2 separate regions of the Drosophila melanogaster genome follow, and region 2 is linked to region 1. The links are chromatin contacts, called in public Hi-C maps. All regions are on one chromosome and are shown on one strand. Each heading gives the region's core, a stretch centred on a gene start, on an enhancer-like site or on the middle of the called end of the contact. The rest is flanking DNA. Distances are from core to core; before and after follow the strand shown. Region 1 holds the start of Tb (Tubby). Region 2 holds the start of amon (amontillado).

Region 1 (6,413 bases), core at 1,952-4,451:
CACCGGTAGTGAGAACAGGGCAAGGAGCTGGGAATTTCAGGGCAAAACAGCTAGGACAACAGCATCAGCAGCCGTGGCAGGAAGCTCAAGTTCAAAACATAACAAACTTGCCGAGCAATTCAAATCAGACGGAAATGCGGGACCCGGTGTTCCGTCTTCGTCCCTGTGCTCCTTCTCGTCCTTAAATAGTTTGTGTGTATGTGTGTGTGTGTGTGCGTGAAAGTTATGAAACTGCTGTCTGGCATGACACTTTAAATTCCGTTTTACCCTTGGCAAGGAACTGCGGAATATCTTAACTCGCAGCTGACATGCAAAACCGCCTTCTGGGTTTTTTGGCCCGGCCCAAGGCGATAATTTGAGAAATGCGCCTAATTAATTGATAAGTCATGTAGTTTCGTTCAGCTCCCTGCTGTGTAAAATTTATGTGTCTCTGGGCCACAAAAACCGCAGTCTAAGTCCGTTTACGAACGCAGCCAAACGAACCGACGGCTTCGATGCCAGCGCAACAGAACCTATTAGCTATTTATGATAGACACGACAGTCCAGAAAAGTATCGGAAATAGTGCTGCCAAGTTACTAACTTCCCGATAAAATAATCTAAATTGTTCAAACTTTTTTTTAGGATTTGGTACCAAACATACATAAGGTGGTTGGTCCTATAAATAATTCATAGTATAACCTGACAGCTTATAAGCGTTACTAATATAAAAAGCAATCATTTCTATTTTTCACTGATAGAAAGTTTTTGACGGCAGACGAAAAACATATTGTAAAACATATAATCCCACAAAATCACCATCTCACACAATTTTTGACGTGCTAATAGAAGAGGATTAGCTACTCCGACCGATGTTACAATTCCTTTTCATTAACTTTATTGTTATTGTATGAAACTTTTAGCTTCCTTCTCGCCAAAACCATCCCTCTGAATAACCGACAGCACTAAAGGGTCCGAAGCAACAAGATTTCCAATCGAAACAAGAGCATTCGACCCACCATCAACTCACTTAGCTGGAACAAGCAAAGCAACTTAAGTGGGCGTAAGGGCTACGAGCAAAACCATGAATTTCTTATGCCGCCATGCACAAAAAGAGGTCTTGAGATCGGAAACCGGAACTTGGGTGAGCCGCAACTTGGCAACAACAGGCAAACAACTACAGCGGCAAATGGCAAAGAAACCAAACAGATTACCACCCAAACTTTTGGCCAAAATCAAATCCTGGCCCGGGAGTTAGAACCTCCGCCTTTTCGAAACCCGAAAATTACACAGCGCAACGCATGCAAATTTTGTTGCCAAGTAATTGCCCAGGGCCAGCTAATTTGTATTAACTATTCATGGGTGTAAAGTGTTTCGTCATCGGCAGCGATGCCAAGTCGATGTCGACCTAACAAGTGTCTAACTTACGGCTTAAATGCGCGCGCGCACAAAAGAGCGCTGGAAAAAAAACAAGTTTAAAACTGGGTTAGCCAGCAACAGAACACTGACAAAAAAGTTCGCACAGTTTTCTCAATGCCAATCAAAATACAGACAATGAAGACGTTTTTTTTTAGCAATTTCGCCAACAAGATTATAGCTTTCTCCCATAAGCTGTTGCTTGCGCTTTTAGCCAAATTAAAATAATTTGTGCAGTGTATGTCGACAGGAAACTCCATTGGCACCGTTAGCTACCTTTCCTACCACCACCACCACAACTGACAACGGCAACTGTTATGCGTGTGAAATTATAACTGACAGCGGAGCTTCTTTTGTCGCCGCCGACTCATCCTGGCATGCGGTTCATTGAATAATTTATGCACTATAAAGTGGCAGCAGGCCCATTCCATTCCGCCGGATCCGGCGATTCCTTACTTTCAGGCCAAAAAACAGGGCCAAATGCCAGTGAGAGCGACAGGGAACGAGTTGTTTTGCATTTCAATGCAAATGCGAAAACTTCATTAAGTGCCCCTGGAACTATTTATATTAATTGCATGCGTGTCCTGCTGCCAAACAAATATTTCCACCTCAGCTGGCCAACTAATTAGAGGTCAAATCAAACGGAAAATTGTTCATTAAGGGAGCGACAGACGATCGCTCATCATTAAATCCACTCAATTAGGAAAAACAATTTGATAAATTTAGTTTAAATCAAATTATTACAAAAGCAGTTGGTAGCCTGTGGCTGCCACACATGTTGCACGCGACTGCCAGCTACCAACCGCTCGTAATTGGCTTAATTGGGCATTTATCGTCAATCACGGAGTTGCATGTTCATGTTTGGCTTGAAAAATGCATATTTCCGTAATTAGCTTGATTGCATTTCGATGGCAAGCGCCACAGGGCCAACAGACATTGGGGCTAAGTTCATTACCGGCGTAACAGTTTGACAGCCACTGCTGGCAGCCCTATAAGTATGCAACGAATGGCTCTAACCTTAAGTTCAATTGGGCAATCGATGAATGAATCAAGCATATCAAATTCCACTATGAATGCCATCATAAATGCCCAGTAATATGCAAATTGAAAACACAATAAAACAAATCCCTAAACCACACAAAAATGCCACAAGCGATATGGGGTTAATTTGCATAAATAGGTTTTTTGTCTGCGCCCCTTTTGTTTTTTGTTGCTAGTCAGTGTGTTTACGAAATCGAAATTATGTATCATAAACTAGATACGGTGGACAGTCGGCAGAGAGTCGCAGCTCGATTAGCGATTGATTTGTGATCCATCATAGCCAGTATTCACTGCCACGGTTTACCAATTTGCAATTGCCGGAAAGATATATTGACTGAATTAATTAATATTGAATTTGACCAATCATTCGCAGAATTCTGTGGACACTGTAATTGATTTATTTTCTTCCTTTTTTCGCCAGCTATATGGCTGTACTGCAATTAATTAAATACGACCAGCTATGCAAATCGCATGGCATTGCTCCACTTAAGTGGCCATAATTTCTGGTTTGGCCTACCAACATCCAGTTCCGTCGTGGTTTGTTTTTGCATTTCATTGCCAACGAAATTGGCAAACCGTTTTCGAATTTATGCAAACAAATGCTGGCGGATACAGTTTTGAGGGCTTTGCGTCACCTGCAACGGGTATTGGTATTTGTGCTGGATTAGCATCAATGGCATGGGCTACACCCGCTGTCTCATCACGAAAATCTGCATCTTATATTGGACCTGATTAGGGTCGGGCTATAAAAACGCCCCTCGACAAGATGGGCTGTAGCATTAACAGTTTACACCTCCCGGCGTGCCCAACACGTTAACAGATTGGATCGAATATTGGCTAGGATAGGGCTATCAATATGCGTGGATTTATTGTAAGTTTAAATGGTATTATTAGTTTGAAATAGTTGGATTAACCTGAGCTTTCTTTGCCAGATTTTTGCTGTCTTGGCTGTGGCTCGCGCTGATGTAGGCGGCTATAACTATGGAGCTGGCATTGGATCAGGCGGATCCATCTCGGGAGGCTCTCTGTCTGGAGGCTCCATCTCTGGAGGCTCGATCTCAGGTGGCTCCATCTCAGGTGGCTCCATCTCAGGTGGCTCCATTTCTGGTGGTTCCCTTTCTAGTGGTTCCCTGTCCGGGGGATCTTATTCCACTAACTACGCTCCTGTAAACACCGAATTTAACAAGGAGTTCTTCACCTACTCCGCTCCCGAGGCCGATTTTGAGGATAATAAGAGTGTCAGTGATCTGGCTGCTACTCTGAAGAAGAACCTCCGTGTGGTTTTCATCAGGGCCCCCGAGAATAAGGGTCTGGAGAACGCCGCTCTGGCCTTGGCCAAGCAGGCTGCCGAGCAGCAGACCGCCATCTATGTCCTGACCAAACAGGGTGATCTGTCCAGCCTGGCCAACCAGCTGCAGAACCTGAACCATGTGAGCGCCAGCAAGCCGGAGGTGCATTTCGTCAAGTACCGCACCCAGCAGGACGCCATCAATGCCCAGCGTACCATTCAGCAGGAGTACGAGCGTCTGGGTGGAGCCAGCACCTCCTACAACGGAGGCGTGGCACCAGTCCTGGACTTTGCCACCAAAGTGCAGCAACAGCAAGAGCAGCAGCAGCAACAGCAACAGCAGCAGGTGCAGCTGATTGATGAGCGTCGGCCTTCCAGCGGAAGTGTAAGCGCCGAACTGGAGGCTCCTTCGGCAGGATATATTCCACCACCAGCCGCAGCGCCTAGTGCCACGTACCTGCCTGTGAACAAGGTCAAGTAGGAAACCTGCAAGACCACATTCTTATTTACGAATTAGCTCACACATTCTCCTTTAAGTGCTACCGTATAAAATATAAACTTAACTTAATGTATGCCCGATATATTGTTGCTGTCGAGATTAATGCAGGAAGTCATTTCAGCGCCTTGTAGCCACTATCGGCCAGAGCCTGAGCAGCAATTAAAACTAAAAGCGCATTGGCATTGGAGGGTTTGGGTTTAAAAGGGGTTGTAAATTTAAGTGCATGCCCTCTGACACCGGATTCGTTGCCAGCGGTTTATGGCACGTCACCGACGACCAGTGTTGACCCGTCCTAAAGTACTACCACCATACACGCGATCAGGGCCAACTGGTCTGGGCTAATTACCGCCGCACAGAGCCAATTTCTGGCGCTTCATGACCGCGACCAGTCGCGACATTTAATGGGTGCCCTTTTGAGGGTCAAGTCGGTGGCAATTTGGTCCTGCCACTGTTGCAGCCAAAGAAACCCACACTGAGAATTAAATGAAAATTACTAGCTACATTTTGGAGCGCACTCCTTTGTTGACCGTCGTGAAATTTCAGCTAGCAAGCAAAGAAAACCACAAAACTTCTAAACCAGAAAGCTTTGCTTTGTTTTCTGTTACGCCACAGTCCTTGCGCGGCAACAGAAGTCCTCTCAACGGCATACCTCAAAATAATTTAAGAATGCAGTTTTAATGGCAATTCCATTTGCAGCCAAGTGGCCAGATTTCCCCGATGGAGAAACCGAAAAAACGGTCATGAAGCTCCTATTAAAGAGGTGTTTCCCGTGGCCGATTTAAGCTGCCGCTTGTTGGCATTTTGGATTGCCATTCGGATGTATCGTGTGTGCTGTGTTTTCGGGCACTTCTGGCTTATGGCACAAAGGAAGTGTGCAAAGGGCAAGCAAGCTGCCGGAATAAAAGCCAGGTTGCAACTAGACGCAGACAAGGACCTTCAGACCTGCCCAACATTTAGTTCTCTGCTGGCGTGGGCCTGCCACAAAAGGCCTTACGTGTTGCACAAACATAAATTGTGCAACAACGTGTAAACTACTTTTTGACTGCATAAAGCCCACGATTCCCATTCCTGTTGCCGTGTCCTTGCTGGCCCATTCTGAACCATCTTTCTCATGAACACTGCACTACCTACCCTTGAGAGAGGTAATATCTGTTTGAAAGGTATGCAAAGTATTATACTTTAAGATTTTTAATTAATTTTCAGCAGGCTTATTTATAACATATATGTTATTTTGAAGAGAATATCTTCTACAGCTAAGATGCATTGTTTTAACAATTTTTTCTTTTCGAATAAGAGTGCATTGTGTTCGTTGTGCAGAAGGATTGCCTGCTTTGTTGCCCATTTCCCCCGACAAGTGTTCATTCAGTGCTACGTGTTATGGCCTTTTCAGCCGTGCAACGTCTGCTCGTTGCCTGCCATTCAGTTTTGTTCTTTTCATGTTGCAATCTTAAAGGGTCTTCAAGCCGTGCTCCAGAGAAAATAGAAGGCAACAAAGCCGTGGAAGCCAAACAATACATGATATACTCCTACACTCCGGCAATATGAAAGCCTTTTGATGTTCCGCCTTTCGAGTGCCACTTTTCTGTCCGTCTGTCTGTCAGCAGAATGGTCGGTAATCACGTTAAGCGGTTAATTACTTGGCATGGCTGATGTCACAGTCTACTGGCACGCGTTCAAGTGACCCCAAGCCAATGTTTTATGAGACCCATATATCTTGCAAGGTCACTGGGCCCAGAGGGCAATGGGCGGTGACATTAGCATTGCATTTGCATAAAATAACATGAATATTTTCGCCACACCCACACATGCCGCCCATGATGCACAAACTTAATAAACAGCGCAGTTTATTCCACGCCTCCAGCCAAGCAACCCACACAAACTCAAAAACAAACACAAACATGAGCGTAGCGAACCCAAGGAATTTATGCACATTGGCATGCACATAAACGCTGCCTGTTACTGGTTATTGTTGCCCCGCTCGGCCTTGTCCTGCCTTTGTTTTCGCTTCTGTTGCATGTGCACTTTTCCGCCATCTCCCCACCCCACCGCATTTGCCCACCGTACTGCAAATTTCCACTAGTTTACGCCAGTCGGCTGCATAAATATGCAACGCTTATCACATGGTTTTATGGCAAAAGGGCTTCACAGTTTTCGTTATGGTCGTGGGGCTGAAATCACGCCCACATAAGCCC
Region 2 (6,161 bases), core at 2,376-4,875, 58 kb after region 1:
GTCTCTGCAGATCCACTCTGCCCGCTAAAAAGCAACACAAAATACGGTTTGGTTTTTTGTGGCAACGGGAAACTTGTTAAGTTGAAAATATGCGGTCCAACTACATTGGTATTCGTTGGCATCTTAATAAGGTCACAACACTCTTGCATAATTTATGAGAAAACTATGGCTTAGCTGTATGAAACTATGCATACTAGATGAGCGTTGACATTTCAGGAACTCCTGATTATCTAGGACAAGCTTAAGGAAAGCAAATACTTGCAATGTGTGAGACAGGAGCTACACGGACTAAGGACATCTGAAGGGAAGCTACTCACTCCGCATATTAGAGACTCAGTAAGGATTTTAAAGGGTATTCGGCTGACCTAGGGGATGCATTTTTTTTATTTATTATTGCCTGGCGACGTACGAATTAAGCTAGAGCGAACATTTAATATCCCTCCTAAATGGCTTTCCGCCTCATAAAGTACTATCTTTTAATACGAAAAAATCGCAACAACTTTGTGGATATTTTTTCCTATGCCCATAAACGTTCGTGTAATAATCTGCTTTTGCTGTTGCAATCGCCATTGTTGGAGATGTTCTTGCGACTTAGAAGGGCTTTTCAAACAGCAACACCAGCAAACAACTAACGCCTGTTGCCGCTGGCCACGTCCTGACTTAACGCTTTGTGCAAGGATTTGGCTCACAGCCCGACAACGAAGACAAGCGGCTCAAAAGGATGGTGCTGATGGTCTAGGGGGATGGCTCAATGACAGGTGAGTTGTTGGCTTTTAAAGTTGGTACACACAAACCAGGCAGGCAAGCACACCATGCATGCTCAAAGGCTTTCGGCCCGGTCGTTGGTAAACTTTTAATAATCGCAAAGACGAGTCGCTTTGTGGCTTTGGCCAAGAAGTTTGGAAAATATTCTAGGCCAACCAACCACTGGGCACGAAACTGCAGAGATAGCTGCTGGTATTAAACTCCGCCAACAGCGTGGGCAATAATCCTGCGTGGGCAGTAAGGAAGCATATGTATTTACTTGAGCAAGAAATTGACTTTCGCTTTCTTTTTTGCCTCACAGTGAGCCGCATTCAAGTTTCAGGGCGGCAATTACATTCAACGCGGGATCGAGATTTATTTAGATTTGCACGGCAATAGCTGACTGAATCTAACGTTTTACTGCCGATAAGGTCGTAACATCAAAGGCAATAAAATCTAAACACACTCATTGTCAGAGTACCGCAGATAAGATGCGGCGTATACGCAATATCGATTGGTATGAGAGCAAAAGTGAGTTTGCCGTGGGTAAGCACTCACTTTTGGTTTGGGATACATTTTGATTTGTGCTCGGCGATAGCGTTTGACGTAGGAGCAACAGATTTCATTTGAGTTTTATTTTTCGTTGTTTTCCTCTTTTCTTTTTTTTTTTTGGTTTTTGATACATGTGCCGCACATTTATTACGAGGACCACACCCACACAGAGCATGGGATTTTTGGGCAATTATCTAAAAACGAGTTCGAAGTCCGGAGGGGAAATGGCAACAGGCTGCGATTTGTAATTAAATCGGGGGCTATTTTTAAAACGTTGAGCAGGAAAATCTTTTAGCTCTGATAGGATTATATCGGCAATTAAGTGGGTAAAAAATCAATAATAATTACGAAGCTACATAATTAGAGTGGAAATTCCCCTGAAAAAGATTGTCTCTACGGGCATGAAGGAAATCGAGAGGAATTAGTCGTTTGAAATTGCACAGATTTTTGCTTGTGTTTCGTTTGCAAAGAAAACATTCCGACGCAATTAGTCCCTTTCCCAGGACCCGTATGTACGCCTGTGCAATGCGAGAGCTGTGGCCATGGCAACTGCGGCATGCAATCAGCTTTTGGCTGAGATGGGGGCAGATGAGATTGCGCCATTGCAAACAGCATCGATGTCGCAATAAAGCCATCGGATAACAAGGACCACGCCATCCGCCAGGAACAGCGAGCCGGGGCCTCAGGTGACGACTGGATATCGGATTTCCAAGGAATAGGAGAGTTAATTGGATTTAGCGCCAGCTTTTTGTAGTCCCTCCCCCATGCCCATCTACCGCTCTCTAGTTGTTATTGATGCCCCTAATTAATTGCGTCCGTTCCAGCTCTTGAATTCGCATTAATCCTGAAATCCTCGAGTGAGTTATTGACCTAATCCGAGTGCGTGTGCAACAAGTGCGCGTCATAGCTGTCAAGTGCTGACAGAATTGGGCAATGGTTACGCATTACGTTGACGGATGACAAACCCATAAGAGGGTTTCTCGATGCGAATCGCAGGGCTGTCAGGATTGCAGAAAGTGAAAGTCCATACTGACGTTGCACATGGAATTACAACAGGAATGATTTCGCAACGAATAGTTTGTATGATAAGCAAACATACAAGAAGCAATACTTTGGAAATGATTATACATGCATCATTGATCCGTAGCGAATTGATTCCATTCTATTTACACTTTTTCATTTGAAACTCGACATAATCTGGGCAGAAAATCGTTGGAATGACAGGTCAAAGTGCCGCAGACAGAAGCGATTCGAGTGCAAATTACTGACCTATTATGATGTTATTTACCCCCGTGTGTGGGCAAGTTTATTTTCGCCACGTTGACCTTGGCTCGAATGCAATGGGTCTTTAGCATGCAATGCGCAAATTTGCGCCTGGCGGTATGCAGCGGAAACTTCGCTCTGCCGACGGAAGTTGGCCAATGCCACAAGCCCCAAAAACTTTGCCGCTCGCCAGCTGGCCAAAAGCTGCCTTTGGCATTCCGAGCACGCTCCTGGTATCCACACACACACTCGAGCACTAGGACACCCAGACCCCTCGAGCAATCGCAATTAACGCCTGACACGCGCCCGACAAGTGCAGCATGTCAGCCAGAAACGCTAACAACTTGGCCCAAAAGAAGCGAGCCACCAAGCCGGCCGTCGGCAATATAATAATTGATTTTTCGCACATTCCACTTACCGGGCCTAGGTTGTCGAAGCCGTACTTGTCGGCCACATCATGGGCAAACGAGTTGTCCACTCCGCGCCGGAAGCGCACCAGGAAGGAGCTGGTAAAGACGGCGGGGCCGCTCAGTCCCGCTCCCGAGCCGCCTGCTCCTCCGCCCGCTCCTGCACTGGCCCAGTGGAGGAGCAGGAATGGGGCCAACAGCCAGCTCCATGTGGCTGCTGCCATGGAATTCAGATTGGACGCCTTGGTCCTGCGGGTTCCTCCTGGCCTCTGACTCCTGGCGGCGATGGGGCAACTCTGGCAGCCCGTACAAACAGTTGGTGCGTGGGGCGTCCTTTGGGTGATTTTTTTCCGTTGGCAGGATACCGAAGTGCTGACGAAAATAAAGGACGCGCTCCACTGCACACTCTGCGAATTGGCGACGCGAATTGGGTAGCCAGGATCAAGTTGCTCGGTTGGCAAAATATCCTCTTGTTGTGGTTGCAATTTGTTTTCTTTATTGTGTATTTTTGGCCCCTTCTATGGAGCTTGTTGTGCTTTCCTTCCGCCTGAAATTCTGTTTCTATGTACTTCGTCTGGAGTCTTTGTGCGCTGCCACGAACTTCACTGGGGCGCTGCGCGCTGAGTACTGTTCGCCAGCGGTACCGACGGACGCCATTATGAATGTCCGCCAGGCGCCAAAGCGGTGGCAAAAGCTTCGCCGCCGAAGCTCGCTCGAAAGCTCCGACTAGCAGGCGATAAGCCACCCGCCACTCACTCGACGCACCCCTAGCGGAGATACCGTTGTCTTACCAGCTTCGCCAGTGGCGTGCACAGGAATGTTCCAAGGGGCTACTACTGTTAGGCTTACAAAACTAGAAGTACGCTAGCAAAACTAGAAGTACGCTATCATGGTAAAGTAAGTAATATACATATCACACAGATAAGCTTAATCCCCCATAATCCACCCGACTACGCCCCTGCTCGCCTACTGCTGCTCAGCTGCGTTGGATAAGCTTTTGCTATGGCTTTTCCCACCGACTCAGGCTTTCCATCTCGGTTGGCTTGGCTTCTGCAGCGGCTTTGGCTGCCCGCAGACGTCACCAGTTTGGACGCCCGCTGCCATTAGCCACCCACCATTCCGTGCTAAGTTGTAGCTAGTGTTTTGTCATTGGTTTATGCTGCGCTCCGTAAACATATGGCAGCATACTTGACTTTCGCTGACTTTCGGCTGAATGGCACGATTCGGCTGAATGGAGTCACTTGCTCCTGCGGTTCGAATGGCGAAGGGACTACTGACGACTGGAGGAGGACTATTCATAAACATGGGCGCAATTGCCTCTTACGCGTAATGGCTGCGAAAGGGCTTCAACTTTGACCTTAGCCCAAATAGGTTCATAAAGCCTCGAGCACCCAAGCCTTTAAACTGCAGGCCAAGCGAAAAGTGAAGACAGCTGGGGCAACTTTCGCCGGCTTTTCATGCCGACTTGATTGTTGCCTCCTCCCGAGTTTTAAGTGCGAGATGGGATTCACACACTTTGATTTCATTTGCCATAAATTCTGTTTTCCAGGGAAATCCCTTCTTAGACTCCTCATTGCATTTTAAATTTAATTTTATGAACTCCACATAAATTAACATTGGGTAATGTTTGCTTGATTGGTTGCCGGAAAAATAACTCAAGAGATAAATAAGTTGCAGTTTTTATTTGTTTTTCAATACAACTTATGTAATATAAACGAAAAATAAGAAATACTTTTGTATACACTAAATTATTAAGGCTTGGGTCTTGAATGTTTCATACATATATAAAAAACCAGCACAATGTAAGCATTTACATTAGGCTTAATAATATATTAAACAGGTTTATCAATAGTGGAAAAAAGAAAACGAAATATTCATTGAAACAATCGAAGATGATGAGGAATTGGCGTACTTAGGTAACGTGTAATTAAATACTAATTTTGTTGGGTTTATCAGCTGCTTCTCAAGCAACTCAAAGACGCGAAGAAATCCAACTGACCTATATATAACCATAGTCTGAATATTAAAACAGAAATCCTTCGCCTACATTTCAATTAATTTAAAACGCTGTCGCACTCAACGAGCTTCCTATCCGTGAATGAAAGCTCAACCGGGGGACGTCAATTCACTGCCTGTCGGCGACCAGTCGTATCCACCTGTCCGTCTGCGTCCTGCCACCTGTACTGGTGGTACTGGTGGGCGGCGCGTTCGCGGCCCGATAATGCCGAACATATGGCGAGTCGCATGCGCCGAACGAACGCACAGGCCTTCGATGCGAATATTAAGGGTCCTGCTTTAAATTACAATTAATTTTTAATTAGGCTTAAATTAACATTTTCAAAGACGCTTTGGAGCTGCATTAATCAATTAGCGTACTCGTATACAGAATGCTCAGGCAAGGGGGCACGCAAGTCAAGCGAAACAAAACGAAATATCTTAAACTCTAACTTTGCTCATCACAATTGGTACTCGCTGAAGGGAAGCTGATTGTATTCAGGGGCTGGTTACCTAATCGGGTTTCATTTCCGGCTGCCAAAGAGTTTGCCGCGCGCTGCAGGGAACGAAATGATGAGTTTGCTTTGGTCTAGAAATGTTTGACTTCACTCTGGCACTTACCATGCGATGTGGCTGGGGACAGAGCGTGCGAACTGGCGTGCCGTTTGATGCGCGGAGTATCCCTTAGCTCTGAACCAGATGCGGAGGAGGCACTTGTGCAGGCATTTGAATTGGCCGTCACATTGGTCAGGGTGGACACTCCGCTGCACGAATCCCCTGTGGTTGGCATTGATTTGTAGCGCTGCAGCGAGGTGCGCGGCTTCTTCGGCATTGTGGCCTGCTGCACTGCCTCTTCTAGGGCGTTTAGCCAGTCCTCGCCCTCGCTTTCGTCTTCCAGAAATTTCATGTAGAAGGAGGGTCGCTTTGCCGTGTGGTGCCTAGTGGGTGTGGTGCTTGTGCTTGATTTGGGAGGTTCATGGTGTTCTATTTTCGACTCCAGTTGCTGGGAGGCCTCAAGCAGGAAGAGATCCGTCTCCGAGTCGTTGAGGAAGTCTGCCATTGGATCGGAGGCAGCTACAGGGGAAAGCACTGGCTCTGGCGTAGCCTTCGTGCAGGTTAATCTTGTGCGGGGAGCAACAGGTGACGGAGCTTTAGGAGTTTTTAGTGGCATTACTGGTTCGGACACAGCTATTTGCTCCA

What was found. A called contact is a pair of places that touch in the nucleus more often than the background predicts.
Region 2: a contact with region 1 is called in a Hi-C map of the Kc167 cell line, with 2.7 times the contacts expected there. The contact joins the promoter of amon here to the promoter of Tb in region 1. A contact is called at or near these places in 24 of 107 Hi-C or Micro-C datasets (the Clone 8 cell line, the D17-c3 cell line, the Kc167 cell line and 7 more) and 1 of 6 datasets of contacts at active chromatin or transcription factors (the Kc167 cell line).

What each region holds. Positions count from the first base shown.
Region 1 is chr3R:26,653,239-26,659,651 of dm6, forward strand. It overlaps Tb (Tubby), which reads left to right and starts at 3,202. Exons shown (of 2, transcript NM_143237.4): 1 at 3,202-3,305; 2 at 3,367-4,293. The coding sequence starts at 3,291. The coding sequence ends at 4,203. The region is part of intron 7 of beat-VII (beaten path VII); the gene reads right to left.
Region 2 is chr3R:26,710,534-26,716,694 of dm6, forward strand. amon (amontillado) reads right to left here and starts at 3,626. Exons shown (of 12, transcript NM_057970.4): 1 at 2,978-3,626. The coding sequence starts at 3,190. CG6425 reads right to left here. Exons shown (of 3, transcript NM_143240.3): 2 at 5,583-6,161; 3 at 4,632-5,517. The coding sequence ends at 5,486.